Regions from separate parts of the Anas platyrhynchos genome. Here region 2 is linked to region 1. The links are chromatin contacts, called in public Hi-C maps. All regions are on one chromosome and are shown on one strand. The core of a region is the stretch at or near the end of the contact, and the rest is flanking DNA. Distances in the headings are between cores, read along the strand shown. Region 1 has its middle 9.7 kb from the start of PARP11. Region 2 holds the start of CRACR2A (calcium release activated channel regulator 2A).

Region 1 (6,268 bases), core at 2,640-5,139:
GTAGGATCTTTAAGGCCCTTTTCACCCCAAACCATTCTATAATTGTCTTGTCTTTTCCTTCTTTCCACTCCAGGAAATTATTAGTTTAATTGCATGCTCTTGCTTCTTTTCTTCATCTTCCTAGTTCGTAAATCTTCCATCTCTTTCTCCCATCTTCATGTTTTCACACACTCTATTCTTTCCATCTCTCTTCTGTCTTCTCCCCTCCATAGACTTCCTCACTTCCTTATTAGGACTTCTCTATTAGGACTTCATTATTAGGACTTCCTTAGACTTCTGTTATCCATTCCCTTATTCCAATTTTTTAACACCTTTCTTCCATGCCCTCTCACACCCATTTCCTGCCTGTTACCTATCTTTTTCTCTCATCTTTTTCTGTCCCTAAACACCTCCAGCCTATTACAGTATCAGGTCTCTCTGGAGAAACTGAACAGGATTTAGAATGGTTTACACAGAACCTTCTCTCAACTTACAGGTTTAATTTCCACCCACTCTGCAGCTGATCCTTTTTGAAAACATAGCATAGTTCTTCCCCAAATAAGGTTCCATTCTCAAGACTTTATTTACTGCCTGCACTAAGAACAAGATAAAGGCAACAGTGTGGCTCCTTCCTGGGCTGAACACAGAGATCCAATTCCAGGCCTTAACCTGAAGCAGAAGCAAACATCAGTGTCTCTCACCATATGTTTCTTAGAACTATACATCTCATCAGTGAATTCTGGTGTACAAGGACTCCGCTTTCTGTGCTGACCATGCAACTGGCTCTGATCAAGATATTCTCAATGAGGAAAATAAATCAAGGTCACACTGATTTTCAGAATCTTTGGTGTTTGCAGCATTTTCTTTATTGTTTATTATTTGTGGGTTTTTATTTATTTATTTATTATTATGCATTTTCTTCTTATTATGCAATTTTATTTATTGAAGTTCAAGTTACTGTAATATCACCTGTAGGCTGTGAAGAGTTCACAGGCCTTGAGAAAAGACTGTTCTCCAGGGGGTGAGCCCATGCTTTAACCCCAGTGTTCCTCAAAACAGGAGGAGCACATGTCAAGTCTCTCTGGGAATACCTTGTAGGAAGTACCTTTCCTACTGCCAGATACAAAGGGTCTCTCTGAAAGCCTTTGCCAGTGAACATTTGAACAAACTGTGCCTATATTGCACAGGGCCTGCCAGGATGCAACCTCAAATACTGAGGGAAGCATCTGATGTCATTGCAACATTACTCTCAGGTGTTTTGGAAAGCCATAGAAGTCACAGGTTCCTGAGGGCTGAAGAAAGCATATCTCACACCCATCATCAAGAAGGGCAAGGAAGAGGATCCAAGGAACAGCAGACCAATATGCCTAACATTGATCTTGGGAAAGGTCATGGAACAAACTCTCCCATGAACCATAAATATTTCTGAAGTTATTCAGGTGATTGGTAGTTGTCCACATGGATTTGCAAAGGGCACATCATACTTGACCAGCCTTCTGCAGTGAGATAATTTGCTTGGTAAATGAAGGAGGAGCAGTAGATGTTTATCTTGACTTTAGTAAGGCTTCTGACACGGTCTCCCATAACATCCTCAAGCTGATGAAACACTAGCTAGATAAATGCAGTGAGGTGGAGTGAAAACTGGCTGAACTGCTGAGCTCAAGGTTTGTGACCAGTGGCACAAGGGTCATGCATCTGATTAAGGGATTAGAGCATCTGACATGTAAAGAGAAGGGATTAGAGCATCTGACATGTAAAGAGAGGCTGAGAAAGCTGGGATTGTTTAGCTGTAAGAACAGAAAGTTTGCAAGGGTAAAAGACACCAATTTGTATAAATACCTGATGGTGGGGACAGAATAAAGAAGACAGAAGTAGACTCTTAGTAGCATCTATTGAAAGTACAAGAGGTGATGGGCACAAGTGAAAATACAGGAAATTCCAGTTAAACATAAGAAAAACTTAACATTACCCTTGCCTTACATATGATCAAGAACTGGAACAGATTGCCCAGGGAGATGTGCAGTCTTCATCCTTGGAACTATTCGAAATCTTACTGGACAAGGCTTCTGCTTTGAGAAATGAAGTTGGACAAGTTGATTTCCAGAGATCTCTTCTAACCTCAGTAATTCTGTGAAAACTGCTCTGTGCATCCTTGAAACTACCCCCGAATTCTTCCCTTTCTTTTGCTGTCCCTGTCCTTTACATGAGTACTAAGGAGTCGGTGTTCCAGAGTTGGTATTATCACATCCTGCAGCCCAACTTTCTCTTTGGTATTTCCACATAATAAGGACTGCAGCCTCTCCACTGCTTGCCAGCTTCCCTTGTTGTAGCAGGCTTTGGTGCCTTTGCTCTTGGTTCCATTTGTGCAGTGGGATGTGCTCAAGGTACCTTAGAGTGTCACCTAGTGATTCCCCTTCCAAGGGTCTTGTCAGAACCTCTAGCACAAATCAGTGCACATAAAGCACTTATTTACACACCCCTTCACTGTCCCTACTCAATGGACTCATTTAGAAACAGCTTTCTCCTGACGAGACCCCTCTAAGCTACACCACAAGTCCACCTCCCCCAAGATCCTGTTTTGTAGCTCTGAGTCTTGCAGGGAGAAACAGAAGCCATTTTATTTTATGTCCACTTGAGGAAACCAGAGAAAACTGGAGCAGCTGGTGGAGCTGGCTTCAGCTGATACACCTAGTACAGATGGTTGTTGGATGTGAGGGTTTGATCCATCATGGCTTGGAATATTATTGCTCAGCACTGGCCACACCAGTGAATAACTGGGCATACTCACCGTTGTCAGTTTCTTCACTTTCTTCATAAGAAATGGTTCAACCTGAGGTTAGCCATAATCATGGACAGTGTCCTGGGCATATGGTTATTGTTAATCCATGTTATTTCTTCCCCTCCTATCCTGGGGGTTCTGCAAGCCCTCAGGTTCAGTGTGAATGTCAGCACCATTGAATCCAGACTAGTGGTAACCGTGTGTGACACACCAGTAGAGGGGTGTCCAGGAATTCTTTTTTATTCTGGGACTAATCAAGCAATTGTTCACAGGAAATGCCAATCAAGGAAAAACAGGGAGGAAAAAAAAAAGTTAAAAAGAAAAGAGAAAAAAAATGTTCTTTACAGCAGCTAGATAGTAGTTACAATCTGTTGACTCAATAAGGCCTTTCTCCAAATAATACAGATGCATGAACTACTGCTCTCACCTATGTCCTATGAGCCACCCCTCCATTATCAGTTTTCCCAAAAATGCCCTCACCGCTCTTGAGCTGCATGGGGTTGAATCATATCTTCCCTGGCAGTTAGCATCAGGGGCATTCCTGATGTTTCATAGGTTGTTGTTATTCAATACTTGCATTCTTTTTTCCCTTTATCTCTGTCTCTGTGAGCCTGTGTGTCACTGGAGAACCATGGGAAAGGGGAAGACCACCATGGTCATGGTCAAACTTTGGTCAACCTGCACAATGCAGTTATTCAAGCTGTGACATACCCTTTGAGGGCACCCCAGCTCACTCTTGCTGGGCTATGCCATCATGAATCCTGCCCTTGCCTATTCAGCACCTGTCTTCAAATACAATCTCCTCAAAGAACAAGCAGGATCCATTGTGATATGTAGGAAGCCTACTAGGCCTGGCAGAAGCAGAGAACTGTCTGAGATTGATAGCACAAAGGAAGTGCACAGAAGGCAGAACTGGGGCTACTCTTGTCTGAGTATGGTGGGGTGGAATCAGGAAAGACCAAAGTCCAGCTGGAGTTGAAGCTAGTGAGGAATGTAGAAAGCAATATTATCCTGTTTTTGGCTGGAATGGAGTTAATTTTCTTCATAGCAGTTGATATGGTGGTGTGTTTTTGATTTAGGAGAAAAATAATGTTGATAACACACCAATGTTCTAGCTGTTGCTGAGCAGTGTTTACAGAGAGTCAAGGACTCTTCTGCTTCTCATGCTGCCCTGTCTGCAAGGAGGCTAGGGGTACACAACAAACTGGGAGGGGATTGAACCAGGATAGCTGACCCAAACTAACCAAAAGGTATTCCATACCATATGATATCATGCTTAACAATAAAATTTAGGGAGCTGGCTGGGGGGAGTGCCATTGCTTTCCTTTAACTCTGTCTGTGTGAGTCTGTGTGTCAGACTTTCTGGGTATCAGTTGGCTGGTGGTAAGTAATTAAATTGTGCATCACTTCATTATTGTTGTTGTTGTTATCTTTATTTATTTTCTTTCTTACTAAGCCATCCTTATCTCAAACTGTGAGTTCTTGCACTTTTACTTATTATTATTATTATTATTATTATTATTATCTCCCCTGTCCCACTGTGGGGAGGAGAAAGGGATGTGCAGGTGAGTAAACAGCTTTATGATGCTTAGCTACATGCTGGGTTAAACTACAACATTAAGGCTTTCTGTGAATACATTAGCGGTACAAGGGAGACTAAGAAAAAGAGGACCTCTCCTAAATGGGGTAGAGGCCTAGTGACAAAGGACACAGAGGACTTTCTGTAATAGGCAGTGCCTTCCTTGCCTTGGTATTTACTTCTGTAAGGTCTGTCCTTAAGCCTTAGAAGCTGTCCTTAAGCTTGTCCCTGAATTTAGTCACAAAATCTGGCAATGTGGAGGATTACCCACAGTAGAGCAAGACTACACTGGAGACCAAAAGGCAAGCTAGATATGCACAAGTTCATGGGCCCACCTAGGATATGTCCAAAGGTGCCGAGGGAGCTGATCAAAGTCATTGTGAAACTTACTTCTGTCATCCTTGAGTAGTCATACTGATCAGGGGAGGTTCCTTATGATTTGAAGAGCCATATAGTACATCCTCCAGCTCCCCAGAAATTAAGAAAGAATATCCAGATAACTATCAGCCTAATCTCACCCCCTTGGAATAATATAGAGCAAATGCTCGTGGAAGCTACTTCCAGCTATATGAAGGGGAAAAAAAAAAAAAAAATCACATGTAACCAGTATGATAGCTTGATAGCTTTCTACAGTGAGCTGTTTCACTGGATGAGTGGAGAGCAGCAAGTGTCCTGGACTTGAGCATTTTTACCACAGTGTCCCATAGTAACCTTGTAGACAAACAGTTGAGCTAAAGTTTGGCTAAGTGAAAGATGAGGTGGGTGAAGAACCAGCTAGACTTGATATGGGGACAATACTATTTAACTCCTTCTTTTTATTTATTTATTGACAGCAATTCAAGAGACAGGCACTTTATTTGGTACTGCACCTGGACTAATGTGTTTGGTTTTGGGCTCCTCAGTGGAAGAAAGACATGGGCATCCCAAATTAAGTTCAGGAGAGATCCACTAGGATCATTTGGGGAAGTGGAATGTGTGATAGGCAAGGAGAATTTGAGAGAACTGGACTAATTATTTAGAGAAAGAGAGTTTAAGAGGGTGTGTGACCTGGTCTCATTGCTGTCATCAGGTACTTCATGGGTGGCTGATTGTTAGTGGCCCCCTTTGGACGTAGGTACTGGTGCCAACACTGTTTATTGTTATTAACACCCTGGACAGTGGGATGGAGTGCCCCACAGGAAGTTCATGGATGATATCAAATGGGTGGGGAAGGTGATCCATACACTAGAGTGAAGGGCTGCCATGTAGAGAGGCCTCAACAGACTGGAGAAATGGGCTGATGGGAATTTTCTGAGGTTCAGTAAGGACAAATGAAAGAAATACTGTAGGTAGGATGGAATAAGCCCATTCAACAGTACAGACTGGGAGCCAATTTGAAAGAAACTATCTTTGCAGAAAAGAACGTGAGAAATCTCATAAACAAGTTGAACATGACTCAACAGTAAACCCTTGTGATGAAGAAGTCAGAGCATGTATCAGGTGGTATTAACAAAACTGTAGCGAGTGAGTCAAGGAAAATAAACTATTCTACTCTATTAGGTGTTTGTGAGACTGCATCTGGAAGTGGACTACTGTTCCCAGTTTTGGGCTTCCCAGCAGAAGAAAGAAAATGACATACATACCAGTGCAAGTCCAATGGCATGCCCTCAAGATAATTTTGGGGCTGCAACATTTGTGAGAGCTGAATTTGGTCTTAGGAAGAAAAGGGGAAAATCTCACTTGGAGTCTTCAGCTAACTAAGAAGATAGTATAGATAAGTCAGAGCTAGGCTTCTATCACATGTGTACAGTGAAAGGATGAGAGGCATTGGACTAAGTCAGAGCGTGGAAATTTCCAGTTAGCTATAAGGAAATAAATGTTTAGTAAGTAATGTTGTCAAAGGCTAGAACAGGTTGCCCAAAGAGGTTGTAGACTCTCTGTGATATTAGTCC
Region 2 (6,268 bases), core at 2,739-5,238, 43 kb before region 1:
GGGAAAGATCACTCCCTAATTGCTCTGTCTCTTTATCCCTTTCTTGAAATTTCTAGTATTAGCCAGTCTCAAAAATACAATATAAGCTAGGTGAATCTTTGCTCTGAGTCTACATAGCCACTCTCACAAATGAATTAGATGGAAATTAGATGGAAATGCCCCAGCAAGCCAGACTTTGACTACAGTAGTATATAGTCTAGATGAGATTCTCCTTTGACACTGCTTTTACATACCTAAACTTCATTTAATTCAGTAAAGCTCATTCTTGGCTGAAACCAGGGTATGAGGTAACCAAAATCAAACTATCAGTTTCAATTTCTCAGTGACAGTAATATAAAATCAAGTTTAATTATATCAAAATTCACTGGAACAAGTGAAGCCAAAAATGATCTTGACAAGATTTGTCTCAAATTTCAAGAGTACTAGATAAAATCAAATTTTTCTTTTTCAAATTTCAGCAATTTCACAAAAGACACAATTGCAGGAACAGACCAAACTAATCATGACAGTATATGCTGCTAGTACTGTCCATTATTAGATTTCCTTAAGAAAAAGAAAAACTATCCAAATAATAGATAGCCAATTGCATATGAAAGAATAGAAATCTGAAACCAGATTTAAAAAAAAAAAAAAAAAAAAAAATGGAATAAAAAAGCACTATGCACTGCTTGATAAAGTTATTTACACTTAGTAAACAGCCCAGATATGATTCAGAAAATATCATCATGCTTTCTAAATACTGCAAAATGAAATCATGCACCATGGGAACCTCACCTTCTTGCAAGTTGCCCCACCATTCATACACATCATAAAAAATCACATAGCAAGCATCTTGAGTACAGAAAAAAAAAAATAATAGAGAATGAATTAAAATTCTTAACCATCAAGGCAGCTTCCACAGCAAGTAGGTTTTTCTTAGTTCCTGAAGTGTCCTGATACTTTACAAGTGCTGGTAATAACATGAAAAATTAAAACTGCAATTTACCCTATGTTACTGGGTTAGCAATGCAATTGTTCCAAGGCCAGTTTTAAATAAAATAGGCAGTTCTTTTCACTCATCCATCCCCTTCAGAAACTAAATGGTTTACAAATTAAAAATTCTGTTAAGAAACCCCATGTGCATTCCTTTAGCTACAAAAAAAAAAAAAAAAAAAAAAAAAAAAAAAAAAAATCAGCATGTAAAAACACGTCATATCACAATCTGATGAAAATGAGCATAGCTCCAAATGATACTAACCAAAGATGTGGGCTTTACGAGATTTTTACAGTTTATTAACCATGAGGTATTTTGGGACTGGTCTTCAAAAGGTAGGTCATTGCTGGTACTTTGATCAATCTGGTTTACTGTAAATCACCAGGCTTTTGAATTGCACAGCAGTGCTGATGCACAGATTTCACAAGTCATGAGGTGTGACAACCCCATGCACTGTAACTGTGACAGTTAAAAACTTACCAAGCTGTTTTACCTGCATTTATGTCTCTGAGTTTCTAAGTTTCAGTAAAATATTTTTTAGCATTTATCTACAGGTAAAAACTTTTTGCCTTATCTTTTAAGTTTAGAAGACTTTTTCCAACACTCATACAAAGAAAATAATGAAATGATTATGAAAAATTATATGGCTCACAACAGAAAAAAAAAATTAAAACACCAATATCATCCAGGGATACAATTTACAAGCTGATAGTTTATTGCAATTATAACTCCAGTATGTATATATAAATTTATATATATATATATATATATATATACACACACACATACTTGCACACACCCACACACACATATATACTTAGGGCATTTATATATATATGTATTTTGCTGCACAGAGCTTGACTGAGGAAAGCATCCTTCAGCTGATAGATGTAACACCCAGCCCTGCACATCTTGAAACTAATGAAAACAGTTAAATTCTACAGATTCTCTGAAATTAGATCGTTTACTCACATGCTGGCATATAGATTGACTAGCCCTGCTTTAGCCTCTTTTGAAAAAAGTTAGCAGCGCCTTTTACAATCACTGTGCCTAATTTTTCAGACTCTTATTTTTGAAGGAATTTCCCTGTTAAGATCTGCTTTATAAGTCACAGCCGCACCCTGTCAGTTCTGCAAACATTGACACAAACGGCTGCTAGTGTATGGCAAGAAAAAAATTAACCGCAACATTCAAGAAACTTCTTATTTTTTTCTTTATCCTATACCCCTTGTATTCAGGTCTGTGCTAAACACAAGAGAAACAAAAGTTCTCTCTTTTGCCTTTAGCAGCACACTTCAAAACACAAATCGTCAGAAAAAAACATGTAGTAAGTTTACTTAAGACCATGGTTACCATAGATTTATACGAAAAATATTCTTATGAGAGGCAACATTTATGTTTTACAGATACTGGAAGATAAGAACAACTTTCCCTACAACCAAACTATCATTTACAAAATAACCTTTGTTATTTTGTCAGCTTCTGTAATCTGACTGACATATGAACAGGGAGATCTTCAGAACTGACCTTGTGTCGGAGTTATCTTTTAGCATTATGTTGAAATTTCTCTAAAGCTGATAAAATGTAACACCATAATTATTTTAAGCTGACATAAGCCTACTAAAAGAAGCCATTCTCTTTCCTGTCACCAGGCCCTGGCCTTAGAATCATTAAGGTTGGAAAAGACCTTAGTATACATTACATTTAGTCAAAATCTGTTGTATCGGTATATATATAAAAGCATCTTGGTAGCGGTAAGTATCCTTTTTAACTATCATTTACTGTCATCATAGGCATTCAGTATGAAGACCCTGAAGGCAGTCACCAGTCACAACTTCAATTATCTTTTGTATTTGCAGGGAAGCATACAATGAAAATCAATTAGGCAGCTCTAGAAGTATGCAGGACATAAAGTGATTTTGCTGTGTGACACTGTTTTTCTTGCCCTAGTACATGAAGACTGTAGAAGAGACACTACAAAGAGCATCAGTTACAGCACTTTTGGGCACCACATTTATAAAATATTCTTTATGTGGGAGTTACAACACCTGGCACTCCAGTACACTCAGCTGTCATTCCAATTGCAAGCGTCTCACCCCTTTTTGCCCTAGTACTGGTACCAGTATTACACAGAGATGTAAAGCAAGGCAAAATGAGCTAAAGCAACTTGTTCAAGTTCACAACAGTAGGCAGTGCAGTAGCAAATGAAGCATTTTTGACAACTACTGCGGTTCTAATCCTGCTGCCTTACAGCATGAGTATTAACAAAAGGGTCAGGGGCTGCGAGTGCTGTATACAACACTCACAGTGGCTCCAGAAACATCCCTGTGCCACCTCTGTTCCACTGTCAGCAGGTCAGCCACACACCAAGCAAACAGGTGGGGGTGCTTGTCTTCCCACAAGAGCTTTTCCAGGTTTCTTATCAGTAGGTGCCTCCCACACATGTTGCAGGAGACTATGCCATCAAGGTATGCAGCTCATAGCTCCGAGAGAATGGGCAGAAATGTTGATTGGCACTTGGGGACAGGAAATGTACTAATAACGGATATCACTTGCGGGCTGCCCTGAACCTCCTAAAACCCTGCCCAGGCCTGACAAAATTGCAAAGGCAGCATTCTCTTGCAGACCTCCCTCACAGGAAGCAGAGCTTGCAACAGGAGGAGCATAGAGGAAGAGCAGAGCACTGTTGAGACATCAGGGAGAGAAAGGAGAAGCAGCTGTCACTTTGTGCATTTCCTCCAGCAGCATTGCTAGGGGGGGTGATCTGGCTCTGCACACTCTTCTTATCTTTCCTCTCCTGACACTTCAGGCCCAAGATACCTTCCCCCAACTCACCTCCTGCAACGTCCTGCAGGCCCCCAGGCGAGGGTGCAACACAAGCCCTGCGCGCTGACTGACGGATGTTCCACACACGCCTCAGGGTGGAAGTAAAAGTGCAGGAAGATTGAAACGACTTTGTTCAGGTACGGATAGCATAACCCGGTGACGAGCAGGCTGCGCCCCGGGGGCGGGACAGTGAGCCAGTCCGGCCTCCCTCCACCCACAGCCAGTCCTTGCCCACACAAAGGGGGCTGTGCAGTCAGAGTACAGATCACACCTCGCCTCTGGCAGGTATAACTCAGAACCAGCAGTAAGTCAACTCGGAGAGCCAGGGGAATTCAAATTTGCAATACCCTCCTTGATCCCTACTGCAGCCAGGACTAAGTATGTGATCGCTTGCTTCCTGGGGCAAGGCCATTAACTTGAAATCTCTGTAACCTGAATGATACAGGGCAGAAGGGTTTGGAAGGGTGCAGGACAACTCATCCAAAACAAGAACTTAAGGTGATAACTAAAGTAAATGGACCAACTAGGATCTTCCAAGCTTGTGATTTTAAATTGTCCCAAGTGCAGTTTCACTTGCACAGAAGATGGTAACAGGAGACAGAATTGATTTCACATTCATTTGATTCAGAAATTTCAAGTAGCCCAAAGTACATTTTGAAAAATGTTGTGCTAGGGTATGTTAATGTCTACCTTAACATACCTGTTAAGGAACATTCCCCCTACCAGGGAACAGATTCTCTGAGTACCCCTCTAGAAAAGAAATATACTTTGTTCTCATCACTGCAGCATGTCACAGCTGTAGAAGAGTACTTTGTGCATGGTGTTCATAATGTACTTCAATTCAGCAGACTTGCTAAAGCAAAAACAAAGAAACAAACAAAACACTCCCCTCCCCCCCCCAAACAAACAAAAAATAATAATGGTGCAATTCATCCCATTGTGTTTTACCCCAGAATGATGGATAGCTTCTTGATATGAGAAATAATTATTAATATATATATATATATATATATATATATATATATATATCAAAGGGACAGCTGAAATAGCAATACAATAGGAGGTGGTATAAAGACCACAGGATCACAGAATCAATTAGGTCAGAATCTTTTCTGATAGCCAGTCTAAACCTCCACTGGTACAACTTGAGGGATGTCACTTGTCACCTGAGAAGAGAGACTGACACCCTTCTCACTGCAACTTCCTTTCACGTAGTTGTAGAGAGCAATAAAGTCTCCCCTGAACCTCCTCTTCAACTGACTAAACAACCCCAGCTCCCTCAGCCACTCTTCACAGGACTTGTGTTCCAGATGCTTCACCAGCTTCGTAGCCCTTCTCTGGACACACTCCAGGGTCTCAATGTCTTTCTTGATTTGAGGGGCCCAAAACTAAACACAGCACTCAAGGTGCAGCCTCACCTGAGCAGAGTACAGGGGAACAATCACCTCCCCAGTCCTGCTGGCTACACTATTTCTCATACAAGCCAGGATGCTGTCGGCTTTCTTGGCCACCTAGGCACATTGCCAGCTCATGTTCAGGCAAGTGTCAACCAACACCTCCAGATCCTTTTCCTCTGCACAGCTTTCCAGCCACTCTGTCCCAAGCCTGTAGTGTTTCTAGGTTTAGTCAGGACCCAGCACTTAGGCATGTTGAACCTCATCCCATTGGCCACTGCCCATCGACCCATCCTGTCCAGGTCCTTCTGCAGGGCCTTCCTACCCTCTGGCAAATTGATGCTTCCCCACAACTTGGTGTTGTTTGCAAACTTACTGAGGGTGCACTCATCCAAATCATCAATAAAGATATGAAAGAGGATGGGCCACAACACCAACGCCAGGGGAACACCACTGGTGACCAGTCTCCAGCTAGACTTCACTCCGTTCACCACTGGGCCTGGCGGTCCAGCCAGTTTGCAACCTAGCAAAGGGTGTACTTGTCCAAGCCATGGGCTTCCAGCTTCTCCAAGAGAATACTGTAGGAGACTGTGTCAAAGGCCTTGCTGAAGTCTAGGTAGACTATGTTAACAGTCTTTCCTTCATCCATCAGGCAGCTCACCCAGTCATAGAAGGAGATGGAGTTGGTCAGGAAAGAGCTGCCTTTCATGAACCCATGCTGGCTGGGTCTGATCCCCTGGTTGTCTTGCACATGCTGTGTGATTGCATTCAACATGACCTGTTCCATCACTTTTCCTGACACCAAGGGCAGGCTGACAAGCCTGTAGTTACCTGGGTCCTCCTTACAACCCTTCTTGTAGATGGGTGTCACACTAGCAAGGCTCCAGTCACATGGGACCTCTCCAGATGACCATGACCACTGATAGATGATGGAAAGTAGGCCATCAATCACATCCGCTAACTCCCTCAGCACTCTCGGGTGCATCCCATCGGGGCCCATAGATCTGTGGATGTCTAGCTTGCCTAAATAACCTCTAACATAATCCTCTTCAACCAATAAAAAATCTTCCTCTCT

Evidence for each region. Hi-C and Micro-C count contacts between places; a contact is called where the count stands out from the background.
Region 2: a contact with region 1 is called in a Hi-C map of skeletal muscle, with 2.8 times the contacts expected there. The contact joins the promoter of CRACR2A here to the enhancer-like site in region 1. A contact is called at or near these places in 2 of 8 Hi-C or Micro-C datasets (liver and skeletal muscle).

The regions. Positions count from the first base shown.
Region 1 is chr1:81,134,957-81,141,224 of IASCAAS_PekinDuck_T2T, reverse strand. No RefSeq gene overlaps it. Among named protein-coding and RNA genes, the nearest start is that of PARP11, 9.7 kb to the left of the region's middle. Within about 2 kb of position 3,889, at least 2 of the 8 cell types and tissues checked have an H3K27ac peak or open chromatin away from gene starts, as enhancers often do.
Region 2 is chr1:81,177,578-81,183,845 of IASCAAS_PekinDuck_T2T, reverse strand. CRACR2A (calcium release activated channel regulator 2A) reads right to left here and starts at 3,988. Exons shown (of 19, transcript XR_011811859.1): 1 at 3,809-3,988.